Linked DNA regions of Rattus norvegicus: all the other regions are linked to region 3. A link is a contact called in public Hi-C data. All regions are on one chromosome and are shown on one strand. Each heading gives the region's core, a stretch centred on a gene start, on an enhancer-like site or on the middle of the called end of the contact. The rest is flanking DNA. Distances are from core to core; before and after follow the strand shown.

Region 1 (4,030 bases), core at 869-3,368, 1.1 Mb after region 3:
TTTGGAGCAGAGACTGAAGGAATGGCCATTCAAAACCTGCCCCACATGGGTATACAGCCCATATATATACAACCACCAAAACTAGATAAGATTGATGAAGCTAAGAAGTGCGTGCTGACAGGAGCCTGATATAGACGTCTCCTGAGAGGCACAGCCAGAACATGTCAAATATAGAGGCGAATGCTAGCAGCAAACCATTGAACTGAGAACAAGATCCCCGTTGCAGGAATTAGAGAAAGGATTGAAAGAGCTGAAGGGGCTTGCAACCCCATAAGAACAACAATGCCAACCAACCAGAGCTTCCAGGAACTAAACCACTACCCAAAGACTATACATGGACTGACCCAGGGCTCCAACTGCATATGTAGCAGAGGATGTCCTTGCTGGGCACCAATGCAAGAAGTCTGGTCCTGTCAAGGCTGGACCCCCCCCAGTGCGGAAGAATGTCGGGGAAGGGGTGTGAAGGGTAGGGTGGTTGGGGAGGGGAACACCCTTATAGACGAAGGGGAGGAGGAGGGGATGGGGGCTTATGTCCGAGGAACCGAAAAAGGTAATAACATTTGAAATGTAAATTTTAAAAAATCCAATAAAAAATTACAGTTTTTCATCTCGAGATTGGACCGACTTCTTGACTATAGTTTACAATAATCATTATGCGAACAAGTTGGTGGCTTATCTGTTCGAGGGGAAGTTGAGTTGAAGCATACCAAACAGGCCATGTAAGAACTGAAACAAGTCTAAAGGCGCTTTCCTGAGCATTCATTTAGAGGTTCCATAAAAGAAAGCAGAACTCGCACAAGTCACCCAGACACCTGACAAGAGTGCTGGAGTCCTGCCATTTGTTTTGTATGCTAGCTTTTGACTTTTACCTATGTCTAACTTGAGCAAAACAGTGGGTCATCCTCATTTTGGGAGTAACCCAGAACCCAATTCAACTATTCTCATTGGCTATGACTCACAGAAACTGTGGCATGCAACTGAAAACACCCCAGGGCACTAGCTCTTATAAGAGTAGCATCCCCACAGGACCTCCTCCTGCCCAGGTCACTGGGAGACCTCCCATCAAGCTAAGAACTCTAAAAGCGCCAATAGCTATAACTTTGGAGGTGTTTCTTGAGCCAATCAATGCTCTAACTCCAAGGAGCCTCCTTAGGGCGGGACTTAGAGGGTCAGAAATCACACTTCAGGTGAGCAGTACGGGTAACATCACAGTGTCCTCTCAAGTAGGTTCTGGAGCCCTGCTACTCAAACACCTGGGGCTACCTTACAGAACAGACTGGGTGTGTGAACTTCGGAGTAGGCCTCAGAGGGCGGAGGTGTAAGGACCCCTCAAGTGAGCGGGATGCCGCCATTTCTTCTCATGACTCTCAATGGCAAGACAGGGCTACTTGGGTCCCTGAAATTAGCAGCCTGCAAAACTTGTGGCTGCAGGCAGCGCTCAGCAGCCGCTGGGAGTGATCTGAACCCCATAAAAAAAGCGCCACCTGGTCCAGGGCGCCCGGCAGGTGCGTGGCCTAGGACACTTATAAAGTGAGCCCCCCCGGGCAGTCGCGCCCTATGCTCGCCCCCTGCAGCGTCCCTTACCTGGTCCCGGGTCTTCAGGTACCGCTGCAGCGCCTGCTGGGTGAGCTCGCTGACGCGCAGCTGGCCGTCCTTGCAGGGCACCACGATGCCGGTCCTCCCGAAGCACACTGTCACTTTCATCCTGGCCCCCGGCTCCCGCGCGGGGCCGGGCCGAACAGGTGCCTGCCCCCCGGGCGCAGCCCCTCAGTCCGGGGACCTGAGGCGGATACGACGCTGTCTGGCGCGTGCCTCCGGGGCCCGGACCCACGGCTGCTCCCCTGCAGCCCCACGGGAGGCCGAGGGCGGGAACACGGGCGCGGAGACGCGGGGACGCGGAGGGTCGGCCGGGTGCAGTCAGAGGCTCCACGCGCCAAAGTGAAACTGCGGGCGCGGCCCGGCCCGGCCCGGCCCTGCCTCTGGCGGTGGCCCTGGCGACTGTGGCAGGGCCGGCCCCAGGCCCCGGGCTGGAGTGGGCGGCGGCGGCGGCGCGCGGGGCCGGAGTTGGGAGGAAACTTTTGCGCCGGCTCCCAACTCCTCCGACGCGCGCGGCGCTCTGGGCTCCCTCGGTCCGCGGGCCAGCCTGGGCCCGGCTCTTAAAGGGGCCGCGGCGCTCGCTGGCCACAGAAAGCTCCAAGGTGTTGCCCCGGGCCACCGGGGTTGCCTCGTGTAACTAGACCTTGGGTAGCCTGTAACCAGCACTTGGTTCTGTCTCTCCTTCACACCTACAGGGAGCTCCGGGAATTGTAACGGGATCTGGGAGCTACCACAGGGGAATTGAAACCGGATCTCATAAAGCACACTTGGAATAGATCGGAAACTGGCTGAGCAACTCCCTTAAAATGAGAGCTGGAGCAAGGTTCAAGGGAAGCTCCAGAGCAGGTGCTTTTTGCCACACCTTCTAAAATATCCTTAGTACTGAGGAATTGAAAGGTGGGACTGACCAAGGGCAGAACTTTTGCAGCTCCCTCTGGAGCCACAAGAGAACTAGCTTAGCTGAGGGAGCTTAAAGACCACTGTGCAGGTGCCAAGTGTTCCAGCAAAGATCACACCCAAAGTCCAAATATAATTGGGTGTAAAAGTTTACACTTTTCCTTTTGAAGGGGGACTCCCCTTTGTGTATCTGACGAAGAAAAGAACACCCTTGAGTCATGATTTCGCAGGTTCATATGCTTGAACAATTGAACACAAGGTACGGGGAGAAGTTCTGGCCAACAAGTACCATCTGTATCCTTAATTCCTAAGTAAACAGCTCCTTTGAGCTGGAAGATACTTTTCCCCCTACCTTGGGCAGAAAGAATGGCGCTTGGCCTGCTGGGTGTGGTTCAGTTTAGAATTTTCCCCTACAGGCATGGATTTGATCTTCAGCGCTTAAAGATTCAAAATTCAAACAGACTGGTCATGGAGCTCGTTGTGGTGCAGAGAGCACAGGTCCTCCTGTTTACGTCTCTAGTGGCTCCGGGCAGTTTTATAGCAATTTAGTGTAGCCAATAAGATCCACTTCCTCCCAGAGTTTCTCCTATGTCAACTTAAATTGAACTTGAGTTGCTTGAGATGGTTTGGTCTTAAATTATGGATTTGGAAGTTCTGATCGATTTAAAGCTCATTTATACATTTACTATACATTGATTATGTTCCTGGCAAGCACCTTATTCAATGTCAGTGGCCCTAAAGAGGGCCGCGTAAACTGAGTCAACTTGGAGAAAATACGCAGTAGAAAGTCCAGTTTGGACGCAAATCTAACTGATTTGGTAAGCCAAAGACAGAACCATTTTTGTCATAAAACCAAACAAAGAATTCACTGAGCAACCCTCTGAGGCAATATTGGAGGCAGGATCACAAATTGTATCTTCAAGAACTACTATCTCCAACTATCAACGACACTGCTAATGGTGTCTTTATTGGCTGTGAAGTGGGCTCACAGGTGTTTCTCTGCTGTGTCTTCCACAAGAAACAGTCAAAACCCAGCACATGCAAATGCCAGGTATTAATGAGTGAGCCTCACAGTATACTGAGAAGATTCTCAGCTGAGATACAAGCACATGCTGCTTCCTCCACACTCCCCTGTCCTTTGGTGTGTTCCCAAACTGATCTTCCACTCCACATGACCAGAGTTTGTTCTCTTCACATTCTTCGCAGCCTACTATAAGTTCTCCCCTGGTACCCAGAGCCTTCAACTTCCTGGCTTTGAGATTCCCCAAGTCAGCTATGAAGAACACACAGGCTTACCCTGCCCCACTCACAGTTCAGAAGCAGGTCTAATGGAATGCAGCAGAGTCCATGCCTGGGTTAGATAAAGGAAGCCTGCAGCTACACTTGGATTCGAGCAGTGCATCCTGTACACTGTCATGACCCCACACCAGTAACTGGGAATAGTGCTTAGTGATTATATTTCATGTTTATTAAATAACCATGTTTAATTTGCTTTTCAGCCTCATAACAGCACACATAGAAACAATTCATCATGCAT
Region 2 (4,358 bases), core at 289-2,788, 1.4 Mb after region 3:
CCTCAAAGAGGAAAACAAAAGTTTCCCTGGCATTTTCTTGCCTGTAAGTGGAAAATCAAGCTATTAACAGAGGCCTGCAGTTGGCCCCCTGGGATAGAGGGTTGTTTTTTTTGTTTTTTTTTTTTTTTTTTTTCCTTCATGTTGTGCTACTCTGCCACCTAGTGGTGACTTTTAGTATTCTGTGAAAGGCCTGCCTGTTAGTAGATGCTTCTCAGTTAAAAATTCTTCCTTGAGCCAAATGGAAAAGTCAAGGTCAGTCGTGCTATCAAAGGTCGTTAAAATGAACAGGTATGAAGCATAAGAAAATACACCTTTCGTTCATGTTAATAACATACCAAGCCAGTAACATGAGTCTTTTGTTTTTTCTCACCAGGCAATGACTGGTTGTTCAATGAGTGGTTGTTTAGATATAAAAGTCTAGATATATTTAGTTTAGACATAAAAAACTTACCGTTAAACTGTATATAAATGAATTGAAGACAGAACTGGGTTCTATTCAGTTATTGTACTTTACCAAAAGTATTGGAGGAGATAGTCTCTCTGAAACTTAGGCATTTTAGCTTTGCTTCTGTCCGAGGAATCTTCACCAAGAGTGGACCTGGACAGGTATTAAATAAACACCAAGCATTCTAGTCCCAAGATGAGGTAAAGAGAGCAGGGACAGCTTCCTGCTGTCATGGGATCTTAAGAAATTTCTAAAGCAGATGGAAGGATTGTGGAGAGCAGATGGAGAAAGGAAAACCTGCACGCGAGAAGTGCGCTGTCCCAAACACTTTAACCTTCACAGGCAGAACACAAAAGGCAAGTTCAAAACAGTCCCCCGAGTGCAAAAATCTAGAAAACCCGAGGTCTCAGGATCTCTAGGAGATGACTGAGAATAGGGTGTATCGATAGAATACTACATTGTCTAAGTGAGCAAGTGAGAGGAGGGGGGAGAGAGGGAGGGACGGGGAGGGAGGGGGAGGGAGGGAGGGAGGGAGCATCAGGTCTGTGAGTAGCAAGGAATAAGAGGTTTTCAAACCCCTTCTGCAGAATCCATTACGTTTTTTTTTATTATTTTATTTTGCCTTTTCTCCTCGACTCCTGAAAGGCCTTTGCCATCCAGCTGTACCCAAGCAGTCATCTATTACTTCACTTAAACACACACCGAAAGAGGTGATGTTGATTAATCAAAGCAGAAGCAGCAGACACGCTTTGGAAACAAAAAACTCAGTGCTTCAAACGCAGTGCCCATTGGCCATTGGGAGCTCTGTTGCCAGGGAGATGGTTACCAGGCATAGGTGCCTCCAGAGCGGCTGCGTTTATGGAGGGGTGGCCCTGGACAGCTTATTGGTACCCTTTGGACTGATGTCACGAGCGAAGGCTTCTCAAATATTTAATTTTCCCCGTGTGTGTTGGCAAGAAGGGACTGTGCTATGTGACTGCTTTTCAAAGGCAGGATTAAGGAAGGGAAAGGAGAGGCATTGGGGAACCGGAGAAGTGATCGAATATGCCGGAAACAGAATGTGAAGAGAGAGGGAGGGACTTGGTTCGTGGCAGAAGTCCAGAGACAGTACAGCCCAGTAAACCTGAACTAAGGTCTGAGTTGGTTGCAGGGCAGACACCTGGGTACAGGGAAGCCACTGTGGTGTGACATCTAGAGGGATGCCTCACACTCACATCACAGCCTCTCTGTGAGCGCCTCCCTTATCCACTTCCATGCTCACCCACACAAGACCTTACTTACGTCATAATACCTGACTCCAAGATAAGAAGTGGAACTGCAAATGCTGGTGTCTTTTTGACAGAAAAGGGGCTAGGATGTGTGTGTGAGAGCTTTTTTCAAACTCCTTCCTACTTCCAAATTTGTTCTTCCAGGATCTTTCATAGAAGTCGCTAGAAATCCTTCCTCCATGTGTAGCTAATATTTCCCAGCACCAGCTCCACCTGAGGAAATATTTTTGGATGAAATGTTTGTGCACAGGTGTAACTGCAGACTCAGGTGATGCTGAGAGCATCCAGGAGACAAGGAAGTAAATAATAATAATAATAATAATAATAATAATAATAATAATAATAATAGAAAAACATTTCTTTTAGTCTGAGAAAGGTAAGTGCTGAAGTCAAGACTCACAAAAACTAGAACACTGGACAGTCTGGATGGATTTCAGGTAACCTAGGATGGGAAGCCCAGTGGCCTGACGTTTGGAAACTGTAAGGGTTAAAGAGTTAGAATCAAGCAGTGTCTGGCTGTAAGTGTTGTTGGAGGGGTCACTCCAGGGACCATCTGACAGAAGCAGGTGTTTGGAGTGAGAGGTGAACTGGGTGTTTCTGAGAATGACTCCCTGTTGTGTATGTGTGTGCCTGCCTGTTAGGGAGCTCGGGGCTGAGAATAGAATGAAGCAGACCAGAAGGCGACAGGTCCTGAGAGAGGAGGGCACTTGCTGATCAATCCAGAATCCCTCAGCACTTTGTCTGGGGCCAGTTAGGGTTAATATGTAGTACATAATTAATATGGAATTTCCCGCCTTTAACTAAGAAGGAAAAAAACAGAATTATAACATGGTTGCTTTTTTGTTATTAACTCATGAGAAAGCAAATTTCATGGAGCTCTGTTGGAGCATTCCGGTGAGCAGCGAATCATCTAGAACATCGAGGGCTCTTTACCCTCAGTCCAAAGACAGAGGTGGGCGGGGTGGGAGCGGAGCCCTCCAGGACAGGGTGATGGGTTTTGCATGTGTTGTCAGGTTGCAGCTGTGGCTGGCTGACATGACAGCACCAGGCCACATGGCCCCATTAGGAAGAGGTGAGGCTGTGAATTACTTTCACAGCCTGGAAATGACTTCTCTCATTCATCCAGTGAGTTATTTACATCTGGATTGAGTGTGAGGGCCTATGAGTCTATTTCTTTATCTTTGAGGATTGGTGAAGGGTGTGTGTGTGTGTGTGTGTGTGTGTGTGTGTGTGTGTGTGTCTGGTTTATGCAGAAGGCTGTGCCATGTGAAACAGTTGAAGAGAGAGAACTGTTTCAAGGCCTCAGTGAGCAGGACTTTCTCCGTGGACTCTTCCACACAGGAGGACTGAGAAAGTAGGTGTGCTTTATCTCTGGTATAAACACTTGCCAGCCATTGCAAACCCTAGGTGAGGCCTGCAGGCGTAAGTGTAAATGCATGTTAATAGGGGGGGAAGACTTCCTTGCCTGAAAAGTGTCCATTGTCTGTTGGAGGGGAGGGCAGGCACTGTCTGTAAACAATAAATCACTTTTATACTTTGATCCAAATCACACCAAAATTGGACAAGGTATTTACTGACCACCCTGCCTCACTGGCACTTACCCAATGACATATCTGGCTTCATAAAACCTCAACCCGAGGAGAAAAGGTAACAGCCTTCCCTGCTCTGTTTAGTTATCTTAGGAAGAAAAAAAAAAGTAAACTACTGTCTTCAGTCCCATTTAAATAAAAACATTCCCACTTCCCCACCTGATTGATGCTTTTCCATTTATTTTATAATGTATTTTTCCCTCAGCAAGAGATTGTTCTCCAGAATGCTAGAAAGGAAATATTTCCCAAATCATGTGCTGGGATTGGTTGGTGGGGGCCTAATCAGATAGTACAGATGGTCAGGTGGGAAGATGAAATAGGGTGGGGGACAGCAGTGATTTGTCACTGTTCTCAGCTGTGGATAAAGACGAGATTTGCAATGCCAGCCTGCCTGCCACATCTCGCAGATGGAATAAAACTCGCTCTCTCTCTCTCTCTCTCTCTCTCTCTCTCTCTCTCTCTCTCTGTCTCTGTGTGTGTGTCTTTCTCTGCTTCTCTGTCACACACACACACACACACACACACACACACACACACTCCTACCTCTTCAGATCTATCACTGACAGAACAGTTATTAAACAAAATCTCAGCCCAGGGAATTAATAATCTCAAAGATTCATTTCTTTATCAAATCCTGTGGCCTGAAGGAACAGTACTTTGTGCTTGCAGAGGACCAAAGTACATTAATCACCTGAGGGGAAAGGAGGGGTTTCTGCTTTTTAATACTTGTCAATGAAGGGGAGGAGGAGGAAGAGATGGAGAGAAGAGAAAGGAGAGACTGGGCTTGATCTCAGAAAGTGTTTGCAAACGCACAGAGGTCAGACCTGCTTTCTGAAGAGTTCCTGGTGCCAGCGGACTGGAGGAGGGGTGGGAGCAGTAGCTGTGATGGCCAGGGACAGATTGAAAAGGAGGGACTGAAGTGCTTTCAGTATATCTCCACATCTGAGAGTCCAGGGACTCTGCCTTTGCAATCAGCCAGAGAAAGATCAAGGGGGATCAAGGAGGACAGAAGCCACAGCTGTGGTCTCTGGGCTACTTCACCACACCACAGTGAAG
Region 3 (3,916 bases), core at 708-3,207:
AGTCCGTTCTTGAATACAAAATATACTGTAGGCATTCTCAAGGAGCGCGCGTGCGCGCGCACACACACATACATATACACATATACAACAAACCACACACATACATAATTTACGCAGCATTCAGGTCCGTGGGAGGTAATTTAATTTCTATTCAAGCTGGGAATTCAGAATAAAGGCAAGATGGAATGCTAGGCCCAGAAATTTTCCCCAGGAAGGACCTGCACCCAACCCTTCCTTGGTTCATGCTTTGCAGTTGCCAGTAGGACCAGTTACCGCAGAGAGGGAGCTGCAAAGGCTTGTTGGATTTGGGTCTCAACAGCATTGCCCACTCTGCCAAATCCCCAAAGATGGCAAAAAATAAAACCCATATATGTCCCACGTAAAATGGGTGTAGGTGTGTGTTGGGGAAGGAACAAGAAGCTTGGTAGCCGCTAAGCTTTCTCCTCAGGACCCGCTAAGCACGGTGCGGAGCGCCAGGGTGGCTGTGAGGAAGGAGACCCACCACCGCGGCTGGCTGTCTCCGCCAAGTGCCTCGAGGTAATAGAGTTTTTGTCTCTATCTTTCCTCCCTCCTTCTCTTATCCCCCATTTCCTTGGTAGATGGTTTCCCATCCCAGTCACCTGTAGGAGCAAACGCTAAGAGTTTTTTCAGGTTCCAGACACTGTCTTAGAGCGGAGGGAAACACCCCCAGAAGCAGTTCCAGAGTGGAAGAACCGCATTCCCAGAGACCTGTTTTCAGAGAAGTATCCCCTGTCGCACTCCACAAGAGCTGGCCCTGGCCTCTCCTAGGCCCTGCTGTGCTTATCTCTGCAGCCTGTGTCCACACACCCTTTTTGGCAGTGTTTGAGAACAAATTCCACTCAAAACTTTCTAACCACTTCACATGAGGAGACTGTCGAGGGTCATGCAGTTTGTTTTATCTTTTAAGAAAAAAAATTTAAAGAACATGATTTGCTTTCCCAGAAAACACACAGATTCACGAGAGAGCGGGGACTATCAACTGCCCACGGGAAAGCTTCCATTTCAGCCACAAGCTGGCTCGCTCCACTAGCTTCAACCCTACAGTTCTGAGATGTATCCTCCCATTCTGCAAAGAATCCACACATCTGAAAAGCAAAGCTAGACTCTAGCTTTTTTTCCCAAGCCCTTCAGCTAACATTGCTCAATGTAGCTAAGCAGAGGGAATGTAAGTGATTTATATTTCACTGGCTAGGTTGAGGAAACTCAAGGGAGATGTGTTCTGCTTCAAGACAGGGAGGAAAAAAAATCCCCAAAACTGTAATGCAAAGGCTTTGTAGTATTTTTAAACCTTTGATTCAGTCCATATGTGACATCTGAACACCGCCAAATTCTGTTACAAAACACACACACACACACACACACACACACACACACACACACACACACACACTCCCTTAGCAAGAGAGAAAAGTTGGGTTTAGCAGCCCTGGTGGTATAAAGAAGGCCACGGAGATCTCCCTTTAAATTATTGAGTATTGAGGGAGCCTCCTCCTGAGCGGTTCTGAGTGGCTTCTCCGCATTAGCAGTCGCCCTTAAAGGGGGAACCATGTAAAAATGAATAGAAAAACTTTGAAGGGCTTACCTTGCTGGCTTCTCACTTTGTGTCCCGAAAAGTACAGAGCTAAGAAAATCCAGGTGAGAGGAAACATATCCATTTTTGACAGAGAGGCTCTCTCCAGGGCTAGGTTGGTGGGATCTCGTATAATTATGTCTTTGTGTTTTTCCTCTCTAATTTTCTTCCTTGTGGTGTCTTCTGCAAAGGTCTCTAATGATCAGCGTTTTCCTCCTGCGTCCTGGAGGTCCGTCTGCCTTCACCTTTATTCTTGCTGGAATATCTCCACCTCACTAAGAGATAGCCCCTGAAATCAGCAAAGAGGGAGCAAGCTGGGGAAGCGGAGACCAGTTTCCTCTTCAAACCCAAACGCGTGTATGGTCTCTTCAGTTCCTCAAAGTGTCATTTCCTTTATCCTACAACATCACGAGGGTTTCCCGAAAGCTAAGCGCAAAATAATAGTAATAATAATAATAACCAAAGCCAAGAATTGCCCTGGGCATCACACGGCCCCTAAGCAGCTGTGTGATCTCAGAAGCGCAAACTGACACAGGTCTGCCGGCACCCAGGACACACGCGGGCAGAGGTACCGACCGCTGGACAGGCGGAGTGGTAGGCAGTCAGGCGCCCGGCTCTTAGTCTTCTCCGGGTTCCCCTAAGCGGGAGCCTTCCCCAGCGGCTACACCCGCTTGGCCAGTCTCTGGAGGGGAGAGCGAGGCAGGAAGCTGCTGTGGCCGGTGCTGCTGGTGCTGCTGCGGGTGCGGCGGCGGCGGCGGCGGCTGAGATCGCCCGCGAGTGTGCGAGCGGCTCTCCGAGTTCGCTGGCGCCCGCCCTCACCTCCACCTCGCCCAGCGCCGGGCCGAGTGTCTGTGCTTCTGAGGATGTGCCGGGGGCGGGCTGCGGGCTGGTGCCTCGCTCGCCTCCTCTGTCTCCCCTCCGGCTCCCCCCTCGCCTTTTCAGGCCGAGCAGCATGTGGATGTCAGAGCCGCGGCAGAGCGATCCGATTACGCGCCCGCTCAGGGCCCGCCCCTTCTGTGTTCCTGATTAAAGAGGCAGCCGCGGAGACGCGCGGCGCAGAGCCGAAGACCGCGGCACCCAGCTCGGGCGGGGCGGCGGTGGCTCTCAACCCTGCGACCGCGCGATCAAAGTTAAGGTGCCACACCACCCTGCCGCCCCTATCCCAGTCCGCACCTCCCTCCTGCCCCGCGCAGCTCCATGCCGGGCTGCGGGTGTGTCTGTCACACCCGGAGCAAGGAGCGCCCTCCCTTCAGGGCGCGCTGCTCTTGCCGCAGGGAAACTCCGAGGAGCCCGGGAAATTCTTGTTCCCCACCAAATTCCGAGACTCGGAAGCCACACACTCAGAATCCAACACAATGCCACCTGCCATGGCGTTACGGGAGTTGGGTGGCGGACTGTGTTTGGCGTAGGGAGCCAGTCAAGGGCTCAGCCCTGTGTTCTCAGAGGCAGCAATGCGTGGCGGCGACACACACACAGGCAACCTTAGCTTTCCTTGAAGCAAACCTCTAGTGTTTCTTGGGTTTACTTCTCAGATCCTTTGTTGTGTCCGGAACAGGCTCCTCTGTGGTCTGGGTTAGGATTTACTTCAACCTGCGCCCTTAACTTATAACTATCTTTAAACGAGGAACGATTTTATTGAATAAAGAATTTCCCCAGGCAATTAAATTGTCCCCTGGCCACCCAATACACCTTCAAGCTTCCGCACATAGTACAGGTACAGGAAGGCCTCTTGGAATGCTACTGTAACTACTTCTGTTCATGTTTCCTCAAGGAAAGTGGTCACAATGTTGACAGAAAGAGAATAGCATTATGCTACCTATTTTTAAGTGGAGACATGAAAACTGTTTCAAGGTGCTGTAAGCTAACAGTCCCGGGAACACTTGTATCTTTGTTTCTGAGGGTGGTTGGATGATCCCCAGCTGTCATATTCACCAGGCACCGTTGCTTTACCATGATCAAGATTCAATACAACACGCCTGGCAAACTTTTCAATCCCTCTCCTAGCAGTCTGCAGATTAAGAAACAAGTTTGGGTGACAAAGGACATGCACATCTAACTATCCATTTTTTTTTCCCTTGGAGTGGACTTATGGGTTCTGGGTCGTTTCTTTTCTTATCTGGACTTGCCATTAGCTTTGTTTATCACAGTCAGTGTTTGGAAAAAAAATCTGTAACTCTCACTTAACTGTTATTTACATGGAGATAAACCCAAACAAAATTGAATCAGAAGTGATTTGCAACTAGTTAAATGAAGACATAGAGGGGTTTTACAGTGGAAGTCCAGAGGCTGGATGTCACGTGGTTAATCTTACTGCTTGGCTGAAAA

Evidence for each region. Hi-C and Micro-C count contacts between places; a contact is called where the count stands out from the background.
Region 1: a Hi-C map of Schwann cells shows a contact between it and region 3, with 5 times the contacts expected there. The contact joins the promoter of Pard3b here to the promoter of Nrp2 in region 3. A contact is called at or near these places in 3 of 12 Hi-C or Micro-C datasets (the A7r5 cell line, Schwann cells and liver).
Region 2: a Hi-C map of prefrontal cortex shows a contact between it and region 3, with 2.7 times the contacts expected there. The contact joins the enhancer-like site here to the promoter of Nrp2 in region 3. A contact is called at or near these places in 5 of 12 Hi-C or Micro-C datasets (the A7r5 cell line, Schwann cells, frontal cortex and 2 more).

What each region holds. Positions count from the first base shown.
Region 1 is chr9:70,530,583-70,534,612 of GRCr8, reverse strand. Pard3b (par-3 family cell polarity regulator beta) reads right to left here and starts at 2,118. Exons shown (of 23, transcript NM_001191808.2): 1 at 1,585-2,118. The coding sequence starts at 1,704.
Region 2 is chr9:70,205,676-70,210,033 of GRCr8, reverse strand. No RefSeq gene overlaps it. Among named protein-coding and RNA genes, the nearest start is that of Pard3b, 320 kb to the left of the region's middle. Within about 2 kb of position 1,538, at least 8 of the 93 cell types and tissues checked have an H3K27ac peak or open chromatin away from gene starts, as enhancers often do. A contact at or near this core is called in prefrontal cortex, where this site is marked.
Region 3 is chr9:71,615,295-71,619,210 of GRCr8, reverse strand. Nrp2 (neuropilin 2) reads right to left here and starts at 1,957. Exons shown (of 17, transcript NM_030869.4): 1 at 1,604-1,957. The coding sequence starts at 1,676.